Linked DNA regions of Mus musculus: regions 1 and 2 are each linked to region 3. The links are chromatin contacts, called in public HiChIP or PLAC-seq maps. All regions are on one chromosome and are shown on one strand. Each heading gives the region's core, a stretch centred on a gene start, on an enhancer-like site or on the middle of the called end of the contact. The rest is flanking DNA. Distances are from core to core; before and after follow the strand shown.

The links. HiChIP or PLAC-seq counts read pairs in DNA pulled down with a chosen protein or histone mark.
Region 1: an H3K27ac HiChIP or PLAC-seq map of neural progenitor cells shows a contact between it and region 3, with 4 times the contacts expected there. The contact joins the enhancer-like site here to the promoter of Klhdc7a in region 3. A contact is called at or near these places in 3 of 39 promoter capture datasets (the HPC-7 cell line, embryonic stem cells and hippocampal neurons), 2 of 484 Hi-C or Micro-C datasets (astrocytes and uterus), 3 of 115 datasets of contacts at active chromatin or transcription factors (astrocytes, embryonic stem cells and neural progenitor cells) and 1 of 9 other capture datasets (pancreatic islet).
Region 2: an H3K4me3 HiChIP or PLAC-seq map of embryonic stem cells shows a contact between it and region 3, with 5 times the contacts expected there. The contact joins the enhancer-like site here to the promoter of Klhdc7a in region 3. A contact is called at or near these places in 4 of 39 promoter capture datasets (frontonasal cranial neural crest, liver and second pharyngeal arch cranial neural crest), 1 of 15 datasets of contacts at CTCF or cohesin (embryonic stem cells), 2 of 484 Hi-C or Micro-C datasets (the N1E-115 cell line and nephron progenitors), 3 of 115 datasets of contacts at active chromatin or transcription factors (embryonic stem cells, epiblast stem cells and neural progenitor cells) and 1 of 9 other capture datasets (adipose tissue).

Annotation. Positions count from the first base shown.
Region 1 is chr4:140,074,595-140,078,707 of GRCm38.p6, forward strand. The region is part of intron 3 of Igsf21 (immunoglobulin superfamily, member 21); the gene reads right to left. Among named protein-coding and RNA genes, the nearest start is that of Gm52685, 6.5 kb to the left of the region's middle. Within about 2 kb of position 2,062, at least 19 of the 459 cell types and tissues checked have an H3K27ac peak or open chromatin away from gene starts, as enhancers often do. A contact at or near this core is called in neural progenitor cells, where this site is marked.
Region 2 is chr4:140,041,651-140,046,033 of GRCm38.p6, forward strand. All of the region lies in intron 4 of Igsf21 (immunoglobulin superfamily, member 21), which reads right to left. Among named protein-coding and RNA genes, the nearest start is that of Gm52685, 26 kb to the right of the region's middle. Within about 2 kb of position 2,436, at least 17 of the 459 cell types and tissues checked have an H3K27ac peak or open chromatin away from gene starts, as enhancers often do. A contact at or near this core is called in embryonic stem cells, where this site is marked.
Region 3 is chr4:139,964,973-139,969,454 of GRCm38.p6, forward strand. Klhdc7a (kelch domain containing 7A) reads right to left here and starts at 3,054. Exons shown (of 1, transcript NM_173427.2): 1 at 1-3,054. The coding sequence starts at 2,662. The coding sequence ends at 341. It overlaps Mir2139 (microRNA 2139), which reads right to left and starts at 2,648; the gene lies at 2,554-2,648.

The DNA.
Region 1 (4,113 bases), core at 812-3,311, 110 kb after region 3:
TCGCTATTTTCAGACACACCAGAAAATGGCATCAGATCCTATTACAGATGGTTGTGAGCCACCATGTGGTTGCTAGGCATTGAACTCAGGACCTCTGGAAGAGCAGTCAGTGCTCTTAACTTCTGAGGCATCTCTCCAGCCTTCTAAATTGTATCTTATGGGGCATGCAACCTTGTTGCTTTTCTGTGTTAGTTTTGCTGCTGTAACAAAATACCTGAGTCAATCACCTTAAACAAAAGTAGGGCTCTTCTGGACTCATTGTTTCAGAAATTTCAGGTGGTAGAGTTTGGCCCTGCTCTCTCAGGCCTGTGACAGAATGTGGGTGGCAAGGAGAAGCAGAATAACCCAGAAACGATAAGTGAGGAAGAGGCAGGTCTTGTTCTCCCCTTTAAGGATATACCGTAAATAACTTAAAGACTGCTCACCGGGACCCACCTCTTAAAGCTCATCCACTGGGTTGGGGAGATGGTTTAGTAGATTAAAGTGCTTTCTGAGTTTGATTCCCAAACCCCACATGAAGTGCTAGCTGGATACAGTAGAATGCATCTAATCCCTGTGGTGAGAGGAGAGGTGGAGACAGGAGAGTCACTGGGAAGCTGTGGGTCAGCTAGCACAGGGGCAGGGACCACAAGAAGGAAAGTACTGATTCAGTGTGGTAGAAGAAGAGATTCCACTACCTCTGAAAGATGCTCTTTGGCCTACATACATGTGCTGTGGAGGGCACGCGTGCGCACACACACACACACACACACACACACACACACACACACACACACACACACACACTTGCTCTATCTCTCCGTGACACTCTATCTCTGTCTCCCTCCACCCACATACATATATATTTTTTTTTTAAAATCTTTTAACTTGGTGTAGCACCAGTTTGGGGTTGGAGCCTTTAACGCAGAGCCCCATTTTTTGTCACTACCTTGCCATTCCTTTGTCCATACCACCAGACCACGAGCCATTGTGTGGATCTGGCTGTGAGTGTTATCCCGCCATGTGGGCATCTTTATCTGTCTGACCACTGATGGTCGCTTGTGTTGCTTTAGGCTCTCACCATTAGCCAGGCAGCCGCAATGCATCCATGGGTATCTGCTTTCGTTTCTCCTGTGTGCTCACAGAGGGACAACATGGCTGGGTGTGCTCAACCTTCCTAACACTGCCACCCTTTAACACAGTTCCTCACATTGTGGAAACCTCCACCCATAAAATTATTTTTGTTGCTACTTCATAACTGTAATTTTGCTACTGTTATGAATTGTAATGTAAATATTTGATGCTCACAATATCTGATTCTGATATGCCACCCCCGCAAATGGGTTGTTCAACTCCCCGAAGGGGTCGCGACCCACAGGTTGAGAACCACTGCTCTAAAGGGCTCCGATAAGTACCCCTTCCCTCGCCTCAGTGCCTTTTTGGCCTTTATTTTTTGTGTTTAAAAATGTCATCACATTTATTTATTTATTGTATGTGCATTGGTGTGCATAAGCATAGACATGGCGTGACACACGTGTAGAGGTCAGATGACAAGCAGTGGGGGTCAGTTTTCTTTCACCGTAAGTAGGTTCTGGGAGTCAGATTCGGGTTGTCCAGCTCGGCAGCAAACACCTTTACCTGGTGAGTCAGTTTCCCAATCCTCTCAGATTTAATTATGTTCAAAGTGTATTATTTTGGGTGTGAGTGGATGTACACATATAGGCGTGTGATTTGTGGCATGTATTGGTGGCTAGGGGACAACATTGTGGAGTCATTTCTCTTTTCCCAGGGGTTGAGCTCAGACGAGCGCATGCGTACGTGGAGATGTGTACTATCATGCCTTTACCTGCTGAGCCAGCTCCTCTGATTGAGCTCTGCCGTTCTACGTAGGCCACTCGTGAGCCTCCTAAAAGCATCTCTTCTGCACACCTGTCCTGGGCATCCAACCTGCTTCCCTAGCTAAGGTGCTCATTGGCAGTGAGCTTTACACCAGAACTCCAAATCCAGCAGGCAGCAGGGGTGCAGCATGGGTGGAAAGGCTCCTGGGCCGTGGGTGAACCCTAGTGGTGGAGTATAAACTTTTCAGGCCCCGATACAGCAGTACCAACCAGACAAAACAGATTGGGAAAGTGGTAGGGAGTGGTTTGTCACTGAGATGCAAGCCGGTTCCTCTGGTCCCCTCTTCCCCATTCCTTGCATTGGTAGGGTACATACATTCAGGGACAGACAGACTTCTTCCTTCCTTCCATCATGGGCCTCTCCTTCGAACAGGACCTCTCTTTTCTGTTCTCCTCTCTTCCCTCCACCCCCCTTCCCCAGCCCATCCAGTCTGCTCCACCTGCATCCTGCTGCCATGGTGATCTCCTAACCGTGGGGATGCAACCCATCCCTCCCCACACTTGCAGCCCACTCCAGGCTTCCTTTGTAAGGATCAAGTCCAGTGTAGCTGCAAGCTCAGATCTGGCTCAGGCCCAAAAAGGAGGAAGGAGGGAACAGATGGAGGGAAGAAAATGGCGTGTGGCCTCATGTCTCGTGCCAAAATCCAGCAATCAAATGAGGAGACTCTTCAGGACCAAACTTGTATAATGCACTCTATTTAAACGGCATTTTGTAATTCAAACGTCTTCATTTATACACTCGAGGCACCTCGTTGCGGGCTAAGAGTGCGGATTCAGGTAGCAATGGGTCCTCTGAGGCCGCACTTTAATGAAGAGATGAAAGTACCTTTTCATTTGGACAGCATTGTTTGCATGGAAACCAAGCCTCTGAGGGGCTGGGAAGAGTTCTTTCTTGCAAGTAGGTTAAACACACCCCCTGCAATCTTATGAGCTGAGAGCCTGCTGGGCTCAGCTGTCCCTCACCCCTGCTGGAAAGAGACCAAGTGTGGGGTTATGAAGTTTGTCCAGCTCTTGAAGCCACCGGGCTGCCTCCAATGGCTGCTCTGCTGCCTCCTCTGCAGCCCCCCGTGTCTCCCTCAAACACCTGTTTCCCTCTCAGTTCAGAGTCATGCCCACTGGTGCTGATGCTTGCTTTGCCTTGGCAGAGCTAATAAAAATGGCCGTAAAGTCTCTGGCAGCCTTGGGTGCTGTTGGACATTTGCTAATAAGAGCTGCTTACTCCTTGTAGGAAAGCTAAAGGTGAAGTGCGGTTCCTGCCCTGTGTCTCGTCTCGTGTTTGTGCCTGTGCAATTGGAAGAGTTTGGCCCGGGACTGGGAATAATTTAATATGGGCCAGTCGTCCAGATGTGCACTTGCTCAGCCAGCCCCAGCTGTTCCCTGTCCCTAGCTGTCTTCCTAGCCTTCTATCTTCCGCTTAGAGGCAACCTCCCTCATAGTCCCTTTCAATGTCCCAAGCCTGGGAGACAGACTAGTTACTGGTGGGAGAATTGGGCCCCCGGGAGGTATCTGGGGACAACAGGAAAGGATACTGACAACTTGGCTGGGGGTGGGCTCCTCAGTGGAAGACCCCGCTTGGTGCTGGATACATTGATCAACCTTAGGCAAGCACAGAAATCCCCCTGGGAGCCTGCCAGCCAAAGGTGGGCCAAGGCATCTCACAGGCTCTGCAGGGGGTGGGGGTGGGGAGCTGAGGCTACAGCTGGCCAGTGCACATACCTGGGGTCTCCTGTTCTTGGTTCTCCCTGTGATCTGGGACTTTCCTTCTGTTGAAATTTGCCCATAAAACAGGCTAGGTGGTTCCAGGTGGGGGCTTCTCCAACCCCCAAACCGGAAGGTAGAACTTGCATATGCTTGGACCATAGCAGGTGCCAATGGACAGAATTAAAGGACAGATGTCACAGCCCTTCAGGGTTCCCCTCAACCACGGGGGCTGTCAGAAAGCTAATCACACACACAAACATTCACACACTCACACACGCATACACACACACACATTCACGACAGCCTCTATCCTGCTCTCTGGAGCCTCTCTGTTCCTAGCCACTTCTGCTAGCTTCAATGCCTCCCTGACTTTCATTCCCCCTAGAGATGGACTTAGAGTCAAGCCTAGTCTAGAAGAAACACAGACTCTGGACCCAGGCCAAGGGCAGCATGTGTCATCTGACTTGATGAAAGTCACCTGCAGTGGTGATACTTGAGTCACCCTCAAGCACTGTGTGGGCACATCCCTGAGCCA
Region 2 (4,383 bases), core at 1,186-3,685, 76 kb after region 3:
TTTCTAAAGATCTATTTATTTATTTTCTGTATATGAGTCCTCTATCTGCATTACACTTGCATGCTATAAGAGGGCATCAGATCCCACTACAGATGGTTGTGAGCCACCATGTGGTTGCTGGGAATTGAACTCAGGACCTCTGGAAGAGCAGACAGTGCTCTTAACCACTGAGCCATCCCTCCAAACCTGAGCACACCAAATTTCAAAAGCCTAATTTTAAAAAGAACTTTGCAAAAGGGCTGGAGAGAATGGCTTAATGGTTAAGAGCACTGGCTACTCCTCCAGAGGGTTTGGGTTCAATTTCCATCCCCTACATGGTGACTCACAAACATCTTAAATCCAGTCCCAGGGAATATGATGCCCCTATGTGGTCTCCAAAGACACCAGGCACAAACATTGTACTAAGACATGGATGTAGGCAAAACACTTATACACATAAAGTAAAAATTTAAATAAAAGATGGTTAGATATTACTGCTGATAATTTTATATTGATTTTGTGTTTACGCTATAACACTTTAGATATATTAAGTATAAATATGTAGTTAAATTCAGTTTGCTTTTTTATCATTTATTTTACCTTTTTCATGTGCTCACTGGAAGACTTATGGACTAATAGACTCCACAGTGTGTCTGTTTGGTAGCTCTGGGCTAGGCTTCCTATTTTACAGATGAACACATTGAGGTCAGAGATGAAGAGATCTGCTTACAGCAAGTCATTAGTAGAGCCTCAGCAGGTACCCGGCGCTATAGATCCTGGAAAGTCTTTCAGACAGCAGAGTGCCCTTTCCTCCCTCCCCCAGCCACCCATCACACGTGCACATGCATACACATATACCTGTGCATGCACAAACACTCATATACACACAGAGATAAACACACTCATGAACACACAGAGAGACCCACATATTCATTCACACACCCACACATAAATGCACACAGAAAGGCAAATACACAGAAAGACATGAAAGACAGACAGACACACACACACACACACACACACACGTAGAAAGATGCACACACAGACACAACCTGTTCTAGAGCCCTGTACCCAACCATGCAGAGCCGTGGCGGGAAGCCGCGCTTCTCCCACTCCCTCATTTCTGAGCAGGAGTGACCAGATAACTCAAGTTTGTAAGACCGCAACGGTTGTGCGGACAATGAAAAATGGGACCTGCCAGCATCCGCGTGGCCAGCCAGTGCTTCACACACTCTGCCCGCCAGCAGCTCCCGGGCACCGTGTCCTGGGAGAATGGCACTCTACATTGGCACTCTACATTACACCCTCCGTCACCCCTTGGAAGGCTGAATGCAAACAACAGTCAGAAAGCTGTTTTTACCTGGGAACGCTGGCTGCTTACTGCTGGGTCCCAATGCGCATGCATCCATCACCATGTCCACCCGGCCCTCAGTCCTAGACAGGCCTCTGCTTCCTAGGCTCATCTCCTGTGTCCTTCCGCCCTTGGTCTCAGTGTATCTCCCTCCTAACTCCCCTCTGCCCTTCCACCACCCATCTCTGTCCTTATCCTCGCCTCTATCATGCTCAGCCTCTTCCCTGCCTCCATCTGAATTTCCATCCACCTCCAGGCCCCGCCCCATCTACATCCTTCTTCCATCTCCGTGTTTGCCCCCCTTCCTTCCTCTATCTCCCCCCACACACCCATCCCATCTCTTTTATGAGACAGTCTCATGAAGCCGAGGCGGTCCTTGGACATGGTATGTAATGACCTTGAACTTCTCATCCCATGCCGCTACCTCTCTAGGGCTGGCATTACAAGTGAGACAGTGCTAGATTTATAGGATGCTGGGGATCAAACTCAGGACTCGAGACATGCTAGGCAAGCACTCTACCAACTATGCTACATTCTTAAGTCCCCATCTTTCCCACCTTTATTTATTTATTTGTTTGTTTGTTTGTTTATTCTTGAGACAAGGCCTCACTATGTAGCTCGGGCTGGCCTGGAATTAACTATGTAGACAAGGCTGACCTTGAACTCACAGAAATCCCCCTGCTCCCTTACCGCCTCTCTCCAGCCCCGCCCCCGCCTACTAAATTCTAATATTAAAGGTGTGTGTGGCCATGCTCAATTCCCATCTACAGCCTTAGCTCAGTCTCCACCTTGACCACTATCCCCATCTCCGTCTTTCTCCCAACTCCGGCCTTATTTCTACCCCACCCCCACCCCCACTTGGATTTCCTTCCCGATAAGTCTCCATCAGGGTCAAAACCGAGCAGCCTTTTATGTGTCCTTGGCCTGAGAGCCGGTCTCTGTTTATCCAAAGACAGCCAGCTCAGGGCACAGGCCTTGGGACATCCTTGATAAGAAAATCCCAGTTCAATGGCAGGCTCCGGAGTGAGCAGCGTGGGGCCACCTGGCTGTGTTCAGCCGCATCCGGGCCATGGCTTGTCTGACCCAGTTTCTTCCCACTCCTCTGCTATCTCCACTGGAGAGCGGTGCCCAGAGCTCCCAGCAGCCCTTGCGGGCGTCCTTCAGACCAACCCCTTTGCACCTAGGGACATTGCTCTGAAACTCCCCATCCCCACCCACAACCGCCCAGCCTGCAGGCTCTCCTCCAGCTTATTTCTCTCGCTTTGTCTTAAGAGGAGGGATCTGCTTCAGGACGTTTCTTTGGCTAATTCTGTGTGCAGCTGTCAAGCACGGCACAGCAGCTGCTAAACAGACACCACCCTCGGCCTAGCTAGCCTGTCACCCCGTCCCACAGCCATCGAGAGAGTTAAGAGGTGACGTTATTTTCAGCTCCGCAATTCATATTGATGGAGTATGGTGATGGTCGGTGATCCGTTTTATGAAATTAATCCTGAAATATGGCCCGTCTGTATCATGCAAGCAGAAGTTTGTCTCGGGCTCTGTAACTCACTTCTGAGAGAGCGCAACGGTCCTCACAGCTCTGTCAGTGATCTAGCTGTCTTTGCAATTTGGGGTCACAGTAAAGAGATGTCCCTAAGTCTGTCCAGCTGTGCTCCCACCCCACCAGGGTTTAATCCTCCCCACGAGCTCATCCCCTTATCCTGGTGCGCACTTTAACAAAGGCAGAGCAGAGCTTCATACTTAGACCAAGTGTCAATATCCTTGCCTTGGCGCTTTGGGTCAATCAGCTGCCATCCCTCCGTCCTCGGTCTTTCGGTCTGAGAAATGGGTTGAATCTGACACATTTGCCAACGTTCCGGCTCCCAGGTGTTTTGGGAGAAGCAGAAGAGAAATGGAGCAGAAACCTCTTAGGAGAATTTGAAATGCTGACCAAACAGAAGGATTGTTTAACTCTCTTCTCCCGTAGCCCTTTCTCTGTGCCTGTGAAGACAGGAACACCATTGTCTTGTGGGGGGGACGGGACCCTAAGGCCTGCCCTGCAGCTGCCTCTCTGTGAAGGTGCTGAGCCTGCTCCAGCCCTGAGGGTCATTTATCATGGGAAGAGCATCAATTAGATTTGGGGGAGGGGTGGAAAGAAGGAATGGACAAGTTCAAAATTATATTATTTGCAAAAAATCTATTCTTCCTCCCAGCATGCCCGCTCTATCGACTGCCTCTCTCTTTTCAATCAGCCCCTAGCCATTATGCTGTATTTCAGCACCGGAAAAGTAGCCTCTAAAATAAGTGTCCATGAATATAAATGTCCCGAGGAGTGCACCTTCATTTCTTGATTTGATTTCTTGATCTTGTGTCTCTCTGTTCCTTTCCCATCCTCTCCAGAGTCTCTCTTTTGCTTCACAATGTCACTCAACACAGCGCCTCTTCCAGGAAGTCCTCTCAGCTTACAGCAGCTGGAGCAGCCCAGCTCAGCCTCCCCGCCTTACTCTCCCTGGGCGTGGCTACCTTCCCCACCTGACTCAGTTTCCTCTCTCAAGGCTGGCCTCCCGTGTGGTCTCCCAGATATTCTTCCAAACCTGGCAAGGCCTTTTCTCTGGGTGCCTGGAGCTGGTCCCCTCAGGCAGCTTGTCACTCAGACCCAGTGTGCCTCGGCTTCTCCTCACCAGGCTGCGCTTGCTGGAGGCTGGGACTCTGCCCTCTTCATCCTGGCTTCAGACCTCAGGCGGTCTCCCACACAGGAGCTAAAGTCCCATTCCTGTTTGTGTCCCTTACAGGACACCAGACAGGCTGTGACAGGGATCCCAGGAGGCCCTGTGAGTGCCCTGGGCTGGCCTGTCTTCATCTCTAGCCTTCTCCATTAGGTCCTTACCATGCTCTACACACACAAAGCTTCCTCTGTCCCTTCCCTCCCTCTGTCCCTCAGTCCATCGCCTCCCTCCCTCCCTTCTTCCCTTCCTTCCTTCCTTTCTAACTTCCTTTCTTCCTAGCTTCCTTCCTAACTTACTTCCATTCTAGCTTCCTTCCTTCCCCCTCCCTCACTCTCTAGCTCCTTCTCT
Region 3 (4,482 bases), core at 1,804-4,303:
ACCCTGGCCCCTGGAACTGTGATTGGGAGAAGACTGTGTCCCTTCATTTCTGTGGGATCCTGAAACCGCCCCTACCAGGAATTCTGACTTGAATCACAGTGCTGGGTCAGTCACTCACGAAGTTGTGAGATTCCAGCTGTCGTGGAATGCTAGGCTCTGGCTTCAATGTTGTGGCAGACCTGTAATGTGGCTTTTCAAGAATCCTCCAAGGCCCCATAGCCTGTGGTACAGGAGAGAGAACTTTCCACTCCACGGCCTGTCATGTTCCTGCCTGCTTCTTACCCAGAGTGATAGGCAAAGGGGTTTTTCTGAATCCTGATGGAGCCCAGCTGAGGGACTGCTAGACAGGGGTCTGAGGCACATCCGGGACAGGCAAGGTCAAGACGGCAGGCAGAAGGGTGCCCCGTGCAGAAGGGAAACCCTTTAATTCCTTAGACACAAACCTGGGTGAGATGTGGTCCGCCAGGAAGCAGAGCATGCGCCTGCGTCCCACACAATAGATATGATCATCCACAACGGCGCACTGGAAGGCATCAGGGTAAGGTAAGCGGTATGTGGCACACTCATACCAGAGCCGGGTGCTGGCACTGCAGCGGTACACGCTGATGCCCAGGCTGCGGTTGAGGTCAAAACGGTAGAGAAAGCCATTCACAGCCACCATCTCGGCCGTGCGGTCCTTGCTGCCCCCGGTGGGGCCGGCCCACCAACGCTGTTCCTGGGTCGAGAATCGGAGCAGCAAGTAGCGCAGGCTGCCCCCGGTGACAAAGATCTCATTGGCGCACACCGTGGCTGTGTGTGCCAGGGCAAATGTATCGTTTGGGAGAGGCGGGGCAAAGGTCCAGCGGTCCAGGCGAGGGTCATAACGCTCCACTGTATTCAAACACTCACCTCCAATGGCATAGAGGTGCCCCTCCAGGGCCACCAGCCGGCAGTGAGGCCGAGCCTGGTTCAGTGGGCACACCTCACTCCAGATTGCCGTCAGGGGGTTGTAGCAGAAGACGCGGTTGGAGGGTTGGCCCCCAGGTTCCTGGCAGCCAGACACCACAAACAGATAATTGAATAGGGTACAGAGTGCACAACCCCGGGACATGGCTTCCGGGGGCAGCTGGGCCAGAGGGTGCCAAGCATCCTGCACATTGTCATAGCAACAGAGGCGGCCACTATCATCCTGGGGACACATGTCTGCCACCACCAGGCGCTTGTGGCCACGGAACCTGCGCTGGAGAATCAGCTCCCGCTCTGCTCCGCTCAGGCCCCCATAGATGTCTGGGCTGCGGAGGACCTGAAGGTAGTTATCACTCAATACCTTGTAGGCTGCCTCCTTCAGGGTCTCTAGGCCCTGCCTCTTGGCCAAGGTCAGCATCTCATAGCAGTTGCCCAGGTCCAGGCGGACATCCAGAGCTGAAGCCGGGGTGAGCGGGATGTGGAAGAAATTGGTCCCAGCTACAAGCTGCACGTGGGGCTCCCCGTGGCTGCAGGCTGAGCTGAGTTGGGCTCTCTGGTCCAGGTGGGCAGGAAGGGGCATCCTGAAGCCTTCAGGCTGCAGTTGGAGCTCTGGGTTCTCAGCGATCTGCAGGAGGCTCACCTTTCTGCTGAAGCCCGGTGCAGATGGGGATGCCACAGGCTGTGGGGATGCTGCTTCAGATGCACCACCACCGGCTGTGTTAGCGGCTTCGTCTCTGGAGGCTGCTCCAGTGACAAGGGGCTCTGGTCCAGGCCCAGGGGATGGAGCATCAGCCAGAGCTGCTGGGCAGGGGACTGGCCTGGAGTCAGCCTTCGACGTGGACTCCACGAAATAGTCATATACTCTGCCCTTCAGCCCTGGTCCCTCTGCCTTTTGTATAATATTCTCCTCCATCCGGATCCGGGCCACAGATGAGAAAGTATGGGAGGCGTTGGTGGCTCCTTCCTGCTGCTGCGTGGCCAAGCCCATGTCTGCAGCAGCCTGGAGGACCCCGGCCTCTCCCCTGCTGACCCCTGTCATGTGGGTGAAGATCCAACTCTGGTTCATGTCACCATTGACCAGTGTAAGATCAGTCCAACCGTTGGGGGCTTCCAGGTCCCCAGATCCTGTTTCCTCTGGGGGTCTGCTGTCTGGCCATGGAGAGAGCTTGTCACCCACACAGCTGCCACCCACTCCTGGGATAAGTCTGCCTGAGGAGCTCGTAGGTTCACAGCCTGAATGAGGGAGGTGGGGAGGGTTGGGCTTACCTCTAACATCTGTTCCGGCTTCCTGGCCACCACAGGGAGGAGGCACCTGCTGAGAGTCTGGACACTGCCTGCCCTGACTTTCATCAGAGCCTTTTCTTGTGGCCTCTTCAGACCTGGAAATGTCCAGGATGCAGGGGTCTTCTGGATCCACCAAGCTGTAGTCCAGTGAGGTCCCAGCCCCCTTGCTGGCCTTCCTGCGTCTTCGACCCCTTGGCAGGGTCCCCGGTGGAGCCTCCTGGAAGGCAAGTTGTCCCAAGGCCTCTGTTTCATTTTCTGCTTTGTGGTCCTTGTTGTTTCTCCCTGCCTGCCCGACTGGGGCAGGTCTGGACTTGTAGAGTTTGTAAGCCGCAGTTACCAGGAGCAGCGCAGCTGCGGACAGCACCACCTTGCTGGGCAGCTGCATGTCCAAATGCCAGTCCTGGCCCTCTGCTCCTTCTCCAGTGGGGAGCATGCTGGCCAGGGACAGAGGAATGCCAAGAATCCGATTAATGATTGCCCAATAGGGACCAGTTCCTGGATCCTGCTGTGGAGTGGGAGGGAGTCCCTAGCCGGATCTGGCCAGCGGTTGCTGGAGCAGAGGTGACTTTGAGTCCACTGAGTCGGCAATGGGGCAGGGGATGGCTAAGGTTGCAGCTGGCCTCTTTGGATCCTTGCCTGAAAGGAGGGAGGGTCCCGACTGGAGGGGCCCGAGCTTCAGATCAGTCACCTGCAGCCCCTGGTGGGAGGGAGTGTCCAACAGGGATTCAAAGAGGAAGGAATCTCTGAGCAGAACTGTCACCAGATGCCTAGAAGCCACACTGTTGGTCTGTGTGTGAGGGTGTTTATTTTCTCTTTTGCAAATCCTTAGGTTGGAAGCTTGGGGCAGCTTTTGCCTTGGTTCCCGGAGCAGGTGGAGCCACAGTTAACAGGCGTATGGGGATGGCCTTGGCCCTAACTGAGGGGTCAGCTTTTAACCAGCCAAGCAATGAAACAGTGAGGACGCTGGGCCTGGGCTGGCGGCCAAGCCACCTGACTGGGCCCTTGGCTGCCTCTGCCCTCCTCCTCTACTCAACAAGTTGAAGAGAAACTAGCTTTGCTGAAGCAGCCAGGAAATACAAGACCTTAGCACCCAGACAAAATGAGACCTTAGAGACCCTGCCTCCTCTTCATGATGAGCCAACCTCATAGGAAAAGAGGCCTGTGGAGGAGTGACTCCTCACAACCCCCAACCCACATCAGCACTGTGGACCCCAGACTCAAATCTGCCGTTCACCAGCTGTGTGACCTTGGGCAAGTAACTTTACTTCTCTGTGCCTGCCTGAAAAGTGGCGAGAGACAGAGGGTGACCGCATCATTAGCTCATCAGGTAGAGTAGTCAACATGCATGAAGCCCCATGTTGTTGCTAAAGCTCAGCAAGGCTTGGCTGTTTTTATCTCCCCCATGTGCAGGTTTTTTTACTGGTTCTCAAGGGTGGGTGCTGAGGTCACAGTTTTAAGGGAGGTAAAGTCACTGAGCAAGAGTGGGGGCCCAGGCCTGCTCTGGGTAAGCCTCCATCTGTGCCCAGGATTCAGGTCCTCAGCTGCCGAGATGCCCAACGCACACGCTCCACTTTTTAAAGGTTGTCTTCAGGTTGCAAAGTGAAAGGACGATCCAATTTGAAGGCCCAGGAACTTGGTTCTGAGGGTTCTGGCCTTGGGAAAACTCTAAACTTTTTTGTTATATTTGTGTGTGTGTGTGTGTGTGTGTGTGTGTGTGTGTGTGTGTGTGTGTGTGTGTGTGTGTGTGTGTGTGTGCAAGTGCATGTGTGGGTAATACACATAGGCACATGTGACATCAGAGGACAGCCCAAGGATTCTGTTCTCCTTCTGCCGTGCAAATCCTGAGGGTTGAACTCAGGCCACCTTGCTTGACTGGAGTGTCATCTTGCTGGCCTCCTGGGATCCCCTTAGGAGGTCCTTATGTGTGTGAGCCTCCACCCAACAGCCTCAGTTTACCCTTCTGCATGTGGCAGTCTAGTGTGCCCTACTTTGTTGACTCCTGCAGGCCAGGCCTCCTTATCTTTGCCGGTGGGGATCTTTCCAGCCGTCTAGGTCCAGTCAAACTCCAAACCTCCCTGGGCCCTGTACTGGCTAGTTTTGTGTCAACTTGACACAGGCTGGAGTTATCACAGAGAAAGGAAGGAGCTTCAGTTGAGGAAATGCCTCCATGAGATCCAGCTGTAAGGCATTTTCTCAATTAGTGATCAAGGGGGGAGGTCCCCTTGTGGGTGGGACCATCTCTGGGCTGGTAGT